2 separate regions of the Arabidopsis thaliana genome follow, and region 1 is linked to region 2. Evidence: chromatin contacts called from public capture Hi-C data. All regions are on one chromosome and are shown on one strand. Each heading gives the region's core, a stretch centred on a gene start, on an enhancer-like site or on the middle of the called end of the contact. The rest is flanking DNA. Distances are from core to core; before and after follow the strand shown. Region 1 holds the start of AT1G08193 (a long non-coding RNA gene). Region 2 holds the start of AT1G57765.

Region 1 (4,248 bases), core at 457-2,956, 83 kb before region 2:
CAACAATTCTATAAGCACAAGGAGACGTAAGCAAGTATAACAAATCAATTCGCACAAAAACGTTAAAACTTCATCCCTTCGATACATTACTGAGAATCAAACATTACTCATTTACTCCTTAATCTAGAAGTAGTCTTTCTCTCCTATCTCAAATCTCTAAATCATCATGGAAATACACTCACTTCTACTATTACCATTTGTTAAAAAAACACAATGAATTCTTAGTACTATATCTATATGTCATGGTTGTGGCTGGGTGTTTTGATTCTTAGTTGCTTGTAGTTTGTTTTGATTTGAGTAAAGAAAGCATTGATGGGAGAGAGTTCTTTCTTAAACTTGTTTCTTTTGAAAATCCATTACAAAAGCATAATACTCTGTTTCAACAACTCTATTACACCTACAAGCTTACTCCTTACATAGTACAGGACATCACCTTTCGTAGACCAGCTCCATCTAGATCTTCCAGGATTTGTGCAAAAGGCCAAAGGTACTTATAAATACTTAGTTCACTAAACTTTTAAATGTAGCTTCTAGTTACTTTCTCCAATTCCTTTAGTTTGGTTTTAGCAACAAAAGAGGCATCACTCAACACTCCCGCTTGAAATTTTGTTGCTCAAACCAAGCTCTTCACGAAAAATTTCAAAACTCTCTTTTCCCAATGCTTTAGTAAGAACGTCAGCTAGCTGCTTTTCACTCTCGACTTCAGTTTGATGTCACCGTTTCTCTCCACTTCTCTGATGACATGATACTTGATTTGAATATGTTTGGTCCTTCAGTGCTGAACAAGATTATTGCCAATGGCAATGGCTGACTGACTATCACAGTAGATGTGTACTCCCTCTTGTGAGGAGAATTTTAGATCTTACAACAACCTCCTCAACCACATAGCTTGATTTGTTGTTGCGCACAATGCCATATAGTCAGCTTTTGCGGTGGATGGATTGAGCAATATATAGTGTCTTGCTTAGTTGGCTTCCATGAGAACATTGTTGATCCAATGCTAAAACAATATCCAGTTGTTTACTTCAAGTCTTCTTTACAGCCTCCCCAATCTATGTTAGAATAATCTTTCAACATTGGCTCCATGATCATTCTCACTTCTCTTGAAGTTTTCTCGACCTAATTACTCATCGATCCTACTATACCATGCTTTAGGCCATAAAGACATAAAGAGCCTTGTGTAAGCTGAGGACATAGTCTTCTTTCTCTTCTTCTTCAAAGCCAATTGGTTGCCATCAGCATATATATCTTCTTCTAGTTTACCGTTTAAGAATGCCGATTTGAAATCTTGATGTTTGGTTTTGTGGCAAAACTCAACCTTTCAATATATATTCCCAAAAACCTGAAGTTGTTAAGGTAAAATTTTGTTTCCGCAATAGAAGAGATTCTTTTTCTTCAGTATCAGAAATTTTTTATCATCCTGGCTCTACTTAAAGTTTTGTGGATAATCAGTTAATATTTTATCAGTAGCTGAGTTCAGTATCCAATTTGTACAGGCTATATTATGCGCGGGACTGTGTCCTAATATTGTAGAGGGATTAGTTAATTAACCGTTTAACAAAGCCAGCGGAAGAAACACAGCGTTATGCAGTATGGCATGATGGCAAAAGAGAAGTCCATATCCATCGAACCTCTATTAATTAAAATCAACTTTCTTGTTCTTGTAGGTTGAAACAAAGAACGTAGTATATATGCGAGATACAACCGTTGTTTCTCCTTTCTCCATTCTACTTTTTGGCAGGATCAATGTTCATCATCAGGTACTGTTAATTATGTCTTACTGTCAGCGAAACATCCCGAACAAATGATTAAAAAACTAACTTTATCACACAGAACCCTGGCCTTAATTTCTAATACAATGCTTGTTGGATACGTAATCTATATTTTCTTTACTTCACTTTCAGTCACAATTGATGGATGGTTGAAGCAAGCAGCACCAGCTCAAACCGCGGTTCTGTTCAAAGAGCTCCGGTTAATCCTGCATTCTGTTCTCAAAGATCTCATCCGAGAACCCGAGGTTGCATGTTCAGTCCTTTGATGGATCCACTTGATGAAGTAGCTCATGCCTAAATCCACTCTTCACGCTTGTTTGTTTGTTTTTTCCCCCCAGAAAGTAGGTAATGTCCACAACGAAGTCGTCAAAGCTATGATTTATCTTCTTAGTGAAGAAGGCAAACCGCAACACTCATGAGCTTGTCCCATGAAATGAAGATCGAATCGTGAGAAAATTTCACCAAAATTTGCGGGATTGGACATGTGTAAAAAGATGCCATTTGGATACTGCTTGATTAATTAAGTTAGAATAACTCTTACAAAAAGAAAAAAGGAATCACCGTTGTTGTTTTTTTTGTGTGAAATAGATGAGGTTTTTATATAACCAATTATGAATAAAATCGTAATGGAAAGATTCAAGCCACGTTCTTGCACCCCGCATAAAGATCCAACTCTAAAATAGTAAAATGATTGCCGTTAGCTCAGCTGTCCCTTAGGAGAAAAAAAATAACCAGCTATAGCTAGACTAATAAAAAGGGTCTATGAAACTGTTAACTGTATTGAGATATGTGAGGATGAGCTGGTAGTGTCGGTAAGGTCAATGAGTATCATCAATCAAGAGAAATTAGGTAATATTAAAGTAGTATATGACCTGGCATCAGGTCACTGGTTACATTATTCGTGTATGACCTAAATACATAAAAGGAGTCCGAGTTACCAAAGGAAGTCTGAGAAAAATACAAACTTGTGTTTTTTGGTATTCACCTAACAAACATAAAACGATCCGAGACCAAATATGGACATGTACGAGTACGAAATATCTCGTATACCTAGAGTGAAGATTCCCTGCAGTCATCCGTTAGTTTCCTGGTGGCTGATGCATACTGGAAGTGGAGACCCCCATGAGTATCTTCCATGCGATGGATGTGGTGACACGGAAGGCAACGCCATTTACTGTAAAATCTGCAAATTCCGCGCACATTTCGAATGCATCATCCAGCCAGACATCATCAACCATCCGTGTCACTCCAAACATCCTCTCAAGAAAGTCTTGGCCGAGACAATTGACTATACAGATGGTAACTGTCATTTTTGTCGAAGCCCACTTGATGAGGTGATGTATCATTGTTCCATATGTAATATTAGCATAGATTTAAGCTGTTGGATATATCCCCCACCACTTACTATTTATCAACCAAAGAGCCACAACCATACATTCACCCTCATGGCGAGAAAGGACTCTTTCACTTGTAACGCGTGTGGGTTGGTTGGTGACCGTAATCCTTACGTTTGTCTTGAATGTGATTTCATGCTACACAAAGATTGTATCGATTTGCCCAGAGTCATAAACATAAATCGTCATGACCACCGCATCTCTCGCACTTACCATCTCGGTCAGGGTGATTGGGAATGCGGAGTTTGTCGCAAACAGATAGATTGGACCTTTGGAGGTTACTCTTGCAAGCGTTGTCCTAGTTATGCTGTTCATTCAAAATGTGCAACAAGGGGTGATGTGTGGGAGGGAGAAGAACTAGAAGATGAGCCTGAAGAGGAAGAAATTGAAGATCCATACAAGGTAATCGATGAAAAAGAAATCCTTCATTTCAGTCATGAACATAATCTAAGACTTGGTGATGATAATGCTGCCGACAATGAAAAGTGCCACGCTTGTGTTTTTCCCATCAATTCTGATCCATTCTACCAATGTGTGCAATGCAAGTTTCTCCTTCATAAAGTTTGTGCTACTCTTCCTCGGAAGAAACGAAATATTCTGCACAACCACAAGCTCGATCTACAGATTCAGGGTAAGCCGGGAGAGGTTTTCTAGTGTAGCTATTGTCTTCAATTCTTCGATGGCTTCAGGTACGAATGTAAATCCAGTGGACGCTGTAACGGTTTTTTTTCACTAGATACGCGGTGTGGTTCCATTTCCGAGCCTTTTCATCATGAACTACACCCGCATCCCTTATATCGTACCTCGGCAGAGCGTAAGACTTGTGGAGCATGTGGTAAAGATTCAGAGTATGTCTTAAGTTGTATTGTTTGTGAGTTTGCTTTAGGCATGGAGTGTGCCACTTTACCAAGAAAAATAAAACACAGATGCGACGATCATTTTTTATCGTTGCATCATGGAGCTGAAAACTCCAGCGGTCAATTGTGGTGTGATATTTGTGAGGGAAAAACAGATCCGAGTGTATGGTTTTATGGATGTGATGATTGTGGGAATACACTCCATATCAACTGTGTACTTGGAGA
Region 2 (4,297 bases), core at 1,737-4,236:
AAAAAGCACAATCACCTAAAATTCATAAGAGACAAATCCCAAAGACAAAGACTTTGATCAATTTTCATCCCAATCCAAAAGCCCTAAAACCGACATATGGAATAAAAAAAGAGTTTTAAGGAAGAGAAACATTGTACTTGAGCAAGTGGATTTGCTTGAGGACCTCGCGATTGTAAACCAGAAAACAGAGAAGGACCTGAGTCAAACTTGTACCCTTTGATCTCAAAGGAATGAGCAGCGCCACCGGGATGGTCATGACTCTCCAAAACAATCACATCCTGATCATATCTAGCTAACAATGCACCACAACATAATCCTCCTATCCCACTTCCAATTACCACAACATCTGCTTCAGGCTCCCCTAAAACACACACAACCATACACTAAATTACTTACATGACACAAAACTAGCTAACTTTTGGAAACTTTAGTAACTGTTCAATTAGACAACTACTTAATTAGATTCACGACCTAATTCTAGTGTGCTTATTACACACACATTTCAAGAAACAAGGCAATTGTATTTGTATGTTGCAGCATTTGGCAGATTTTTTAGATTCTTGTTTCAGTTACAGAATAAATAGGAAATGCATAAATAACACAAGATCAAATTTTGCTCATATGGGTTCTATAACTCGATCCTTTGCTGAAACAAGTGAGAGAGAGTTAACCAGAGAAGGGTTCTTTAAGATTGCCATTGGAAGAGGCTGATGAAGAAGACGAAGACCGTATGAAGGAAGAAGATCTGATCGTTGGGCGACTAAAGTTATAGAGAAACGGAGACTGAAGCGTCAAGCCGCAGAAATTGGCGGCCATTGGAGAGGACAGATAGAGAGAAACAAGTGTTGTCTCTGTGTGTGGATTTGGCGGGCTTGTTGTTGTTCTTACGTATCAAAAGAGGCCTTAAAACAGCCACGTTGTTACATGCACTAGCTTTATTCTTCGTTTTTCTTTTGTTCAACACTAGATAACAAGTGTCAATGAATATGGGCTAAATTAAAATGGGTACATCTAACTAGCCCAAGCCCATTAATGACAAAAATGGAGGATAATCTTTGGACGAAGAATCACGAAACAGATCAGAGACGACGAGTAAAAAGGTAATGTGATTGGAAATATGTATGATTCTTGGTTGATCTGAGACAAATATCTAAATTGTACAAGCAACAAATCAAAGAACATGGAAGAAGTTGAGAAATTTAAATGTTTTACAATAATTGACCTAACGCTAATGAAGAAACACTTTCTCCAGAGCCTCAAACGGCGAGATCACCCAGAGAATTCGAAATGATCAATCACAATTACATCAGCTTAAGTATATATATACTTCAATATTTCCAATGCCTGTATGATCATCTCATACACCTGCCAAATACAGTTATATCTCATTAACATTGTATGCGTAAATAACAATTTTTATCTATGACATTTCAGTCGTCTCATATTACTACTTATCGATGTTATCATAACGATGGAACTAATAAGTAACAACAAGAGCAAACAATCGAAAACATACCTCAGACATTGCTTTCTTCTTAATCACGTAGGCCTAATTCAACCTCGAGTTCATCATCTTCCTCAAACAGTTTCAATAGCCGAGCATACTGCTCATCTCTTTTCTTCTTTTGCCACAGTTTGTACAAGAAGAACGAAAGTCCCGCTACAGCACCAAACCCGAGCAGTATAAAGATCACTTTCGTGCCTGTTTTGCTGGAAGAAGTATGAGATTCAGCCTTTGCTCCAGTACTTGAACTATTGGGATCACCAGATATACCTGAAAGTATCATAAGCAATAGAATCAACACAAAGCTGCTAAGGATTTCAAGAAGCCTAGAAGATGACGCTATGTTAGCATGAAACAAAATCAGCTTAATCGTAAATTTTGTTGCAGCGAATATCAATAGTCCTGAAGAAGCTACACGATCTATCCTCAAAAGAGTATAGAATCTGTTGCCTATCGCAAGGGAATATGATCAATTGCTACAAGCATATGCTCAATAAAACATAGAAGAGAAAGCAAATGTACAACTCCAAAAGCCAGGAATCGAAAGAACAGTTTCATTGGTCATACATACACTGATACACAGAATCAAGATACAACATTGCTGGTGATTCATACAAGTATATCATGATGCTAGTAACAAATCAGTATACCAAATTGTTATCATTTACCATTTAAACTACAGATAATCAAGAGATCAAAAAGTGACTCAAAAAGACAAACTTTTGACCAAAGCCCAGAAAACACAACTGAATTTTCACTAAACCGACATGTTTAACTTGAAATTACTTGTCTTGATTGTCAAATCAAATTGTGATGCTTTTGAAATCGTAGGAACAGAGAAATCAAACAATGTTTTCTTGGGAAATCGAGAAAGAGCCAAGTCAAGCTAAATCTAGCGGAATCACTACCAAATCTTACAAAACCTAACGATTCTACCTAAGAGAAACAGGTTTGTGAAATTGAAATCACAGATCTGAAGAAGACGAACCTAAGAAGAAGTGGAGACAAATCGAAGCGCAGAGTAGAAGATGCGACCATGAAAGAGTAATCGTCGAGATCGAGATCTCTCTCATATCTCGATGTCTCTTGGATTTTTGCTTGTGCGCAAAGAAGGACCGATTCCTGTTTGGCAGAAGAAGAATAGGAAGAAGAAGCTTCCAATGTTCTTTTTTTTTAGTTGTGCGAGAAAAGAAAACAAAATGAGGAAACGCAAAGAGTTTTGCAGTTTTAGGTAAATTAGCGATGAACAACGTTTATTAGGTGAATAATATAGTTTACTTGGGAGAAATCCTACTAATATTATTTGTAATTATTACATTATTTTTCATAGCAAGAACACGCAAAAAAAATATTTATGGAACATCAAATGTTCTAGTTTATAAAAATTTTATACAAAGATGGACTTAAACTTGAGAGTAGATAGATCTCTCAAAACTTTAATTTGTATTGAGAGGTTGTTTTGGATTCTCACTTGATCCATTTCTTCCGTAAATGAGATTGGTTCTCTCCTTTGGATCGATTTGCACATTATGAATATTACGGGTCGAATAATTTATTGAATTGAAAAAAGGAAAATTGGCAAATATAACCAACAAAAATACTTTAATTGGTAAACTAACACTTCAAACAATAGAAAGAGATATTATGTATAATATATGTAATATTGACAATACTATACTCTGTTTGTACATCACGCTCTCCTTCTTCTTTCTTCTTCAAAAAATATCCTATTGAATAAATCTTCTTCTCTTTTATCAAGTGTGCTCATTTCATATCTCTCTCCCTTTTCTTACTGTGTTTGTACATCTCGCTCTCCTTCTTCTTTCTTCTTCAAAAGACATCCTAGTGAATAAATCTTCTTCTCTTTTATGAAGTGTGCTCCTTTCATCTCTCTCTCCCTTTTCTTACGAATCTTTACATACATCACCATCAACTGAACAAAAGTCAAAATTATATATGGATCAATCTTAAATGTCGATAGGATCACTCAAATCTGATTTACTCTATTTTATAACAACACCATTAGCGCAATAATACTCTGACTATATTTATCCTTCGTCAGCCAGAGAATACTAGAAAAATCCGGGGAAATCCTTTCGCCAATTATGTCAAATTAATCTTCACTTTCCCATCAAAGTTCATATGAGAATTTTAATTTGTAAAACCATGGAAAATAAAATTGAGAATTATGAACAGCAAATTGACGATCATGTTATGGATTTCTTAGATCTAGAAGCGATAAAGGGTTTACGATGTTGGAAATTCTAAAGGGAAAAAAGCCAATAAATCGATTTTGATTTTGGAAGATTTTTGAGAGATACTATTCTATTTTGTGAATATACTATTTACGTATACATTGTACTATATACGTTTTAAAATAAATTGTTTATTTTGATTAAAGATGTTAAGTGATTTAATCATTGTTTTAGATTAAAACCCTTGGGTTCCCTATATATTATCTTAGGGTTTAGTATCCTTCCATCAAAAAATATTTAATTGATTATTTGGATTCATCGAAATCAAAATTTTAGTTTGAACAAATATATACTATTCTATTTTTCTATAATGATATGTATAGAATTTGGTATCACTATTTATTTTTTAAGAAATTCGTATCCGATTTTTAAAATTCAAATCATATTAGATACACAAAAAAATCTGTTTTTTTAATAGTATTATTAACTAAAACCAATTAATATTGTTAACCTAATGTAGTAAACAATATTAAGAGGGGTGAACATATTTTAATCATATTTTTCTTTCCTCTTCTCAACATAACTTAAACTTTTATTC

The links. Capture Hi-C pulls out chosen DNA fragments and counts their contacts.
Region 1: a capture Hi-C map of seedling shows a contact between it and region 2, with 2.3 times the contacts expected there. The contact joins the promoter of AT1G08193 here to the promoter of AT1G57765 in region 2. A contact is called at or near these places in 5 of 26 Hi-C or Micro-C datasets (leaf, root and shoot) and 1 of 3 other capture datasets (seedling).

What each region holds. Positions count from the first base shown.
Region 1 is chr1:21,473,077-21,477,324 of TAIR10.1, reverse strand. It overlaps AT1G08193 (a long non-coding RNA gene), which reads left to right and starts at 1,706. Exons shown (of 1, transcript NR_139388.1): 1 at 1,706-2,093. It overlaps AT1G58037 (Cysteine/Histidine-rich C1 domain family protein), which reads left to right and starts at 2,723. Exons shown (of 1, transcript NM_001036126.3): 1 at 2,723-4,248. The coding sequence starts at 2,789. The coding sequence ends at 3,820. It also overlaps the pseudogene AT1G58040.
Region 2 is chr1:21,391,773-21,396,069 of TAIR10.1, reverse strand. AT1G57765 reads right to left here and starts at 2,986. Exons shown (of 3, transcript NM_001084265.2): 1 at 2,493-2,986; 2 at 1,517-1,774; 3 at 1,088-1,365. The coding sequence starts at 2,577. The coding sequence ends at 1,536. It overlaps AT1G57770 (FAD/NAD(P)-binding oxidoreductase family protein), which reads right to left and starts at 974. Exons shown (of 10, transcript NM_104572.4): 1 at 672-974; 2 at 138-361. The coding sequence starts at 816.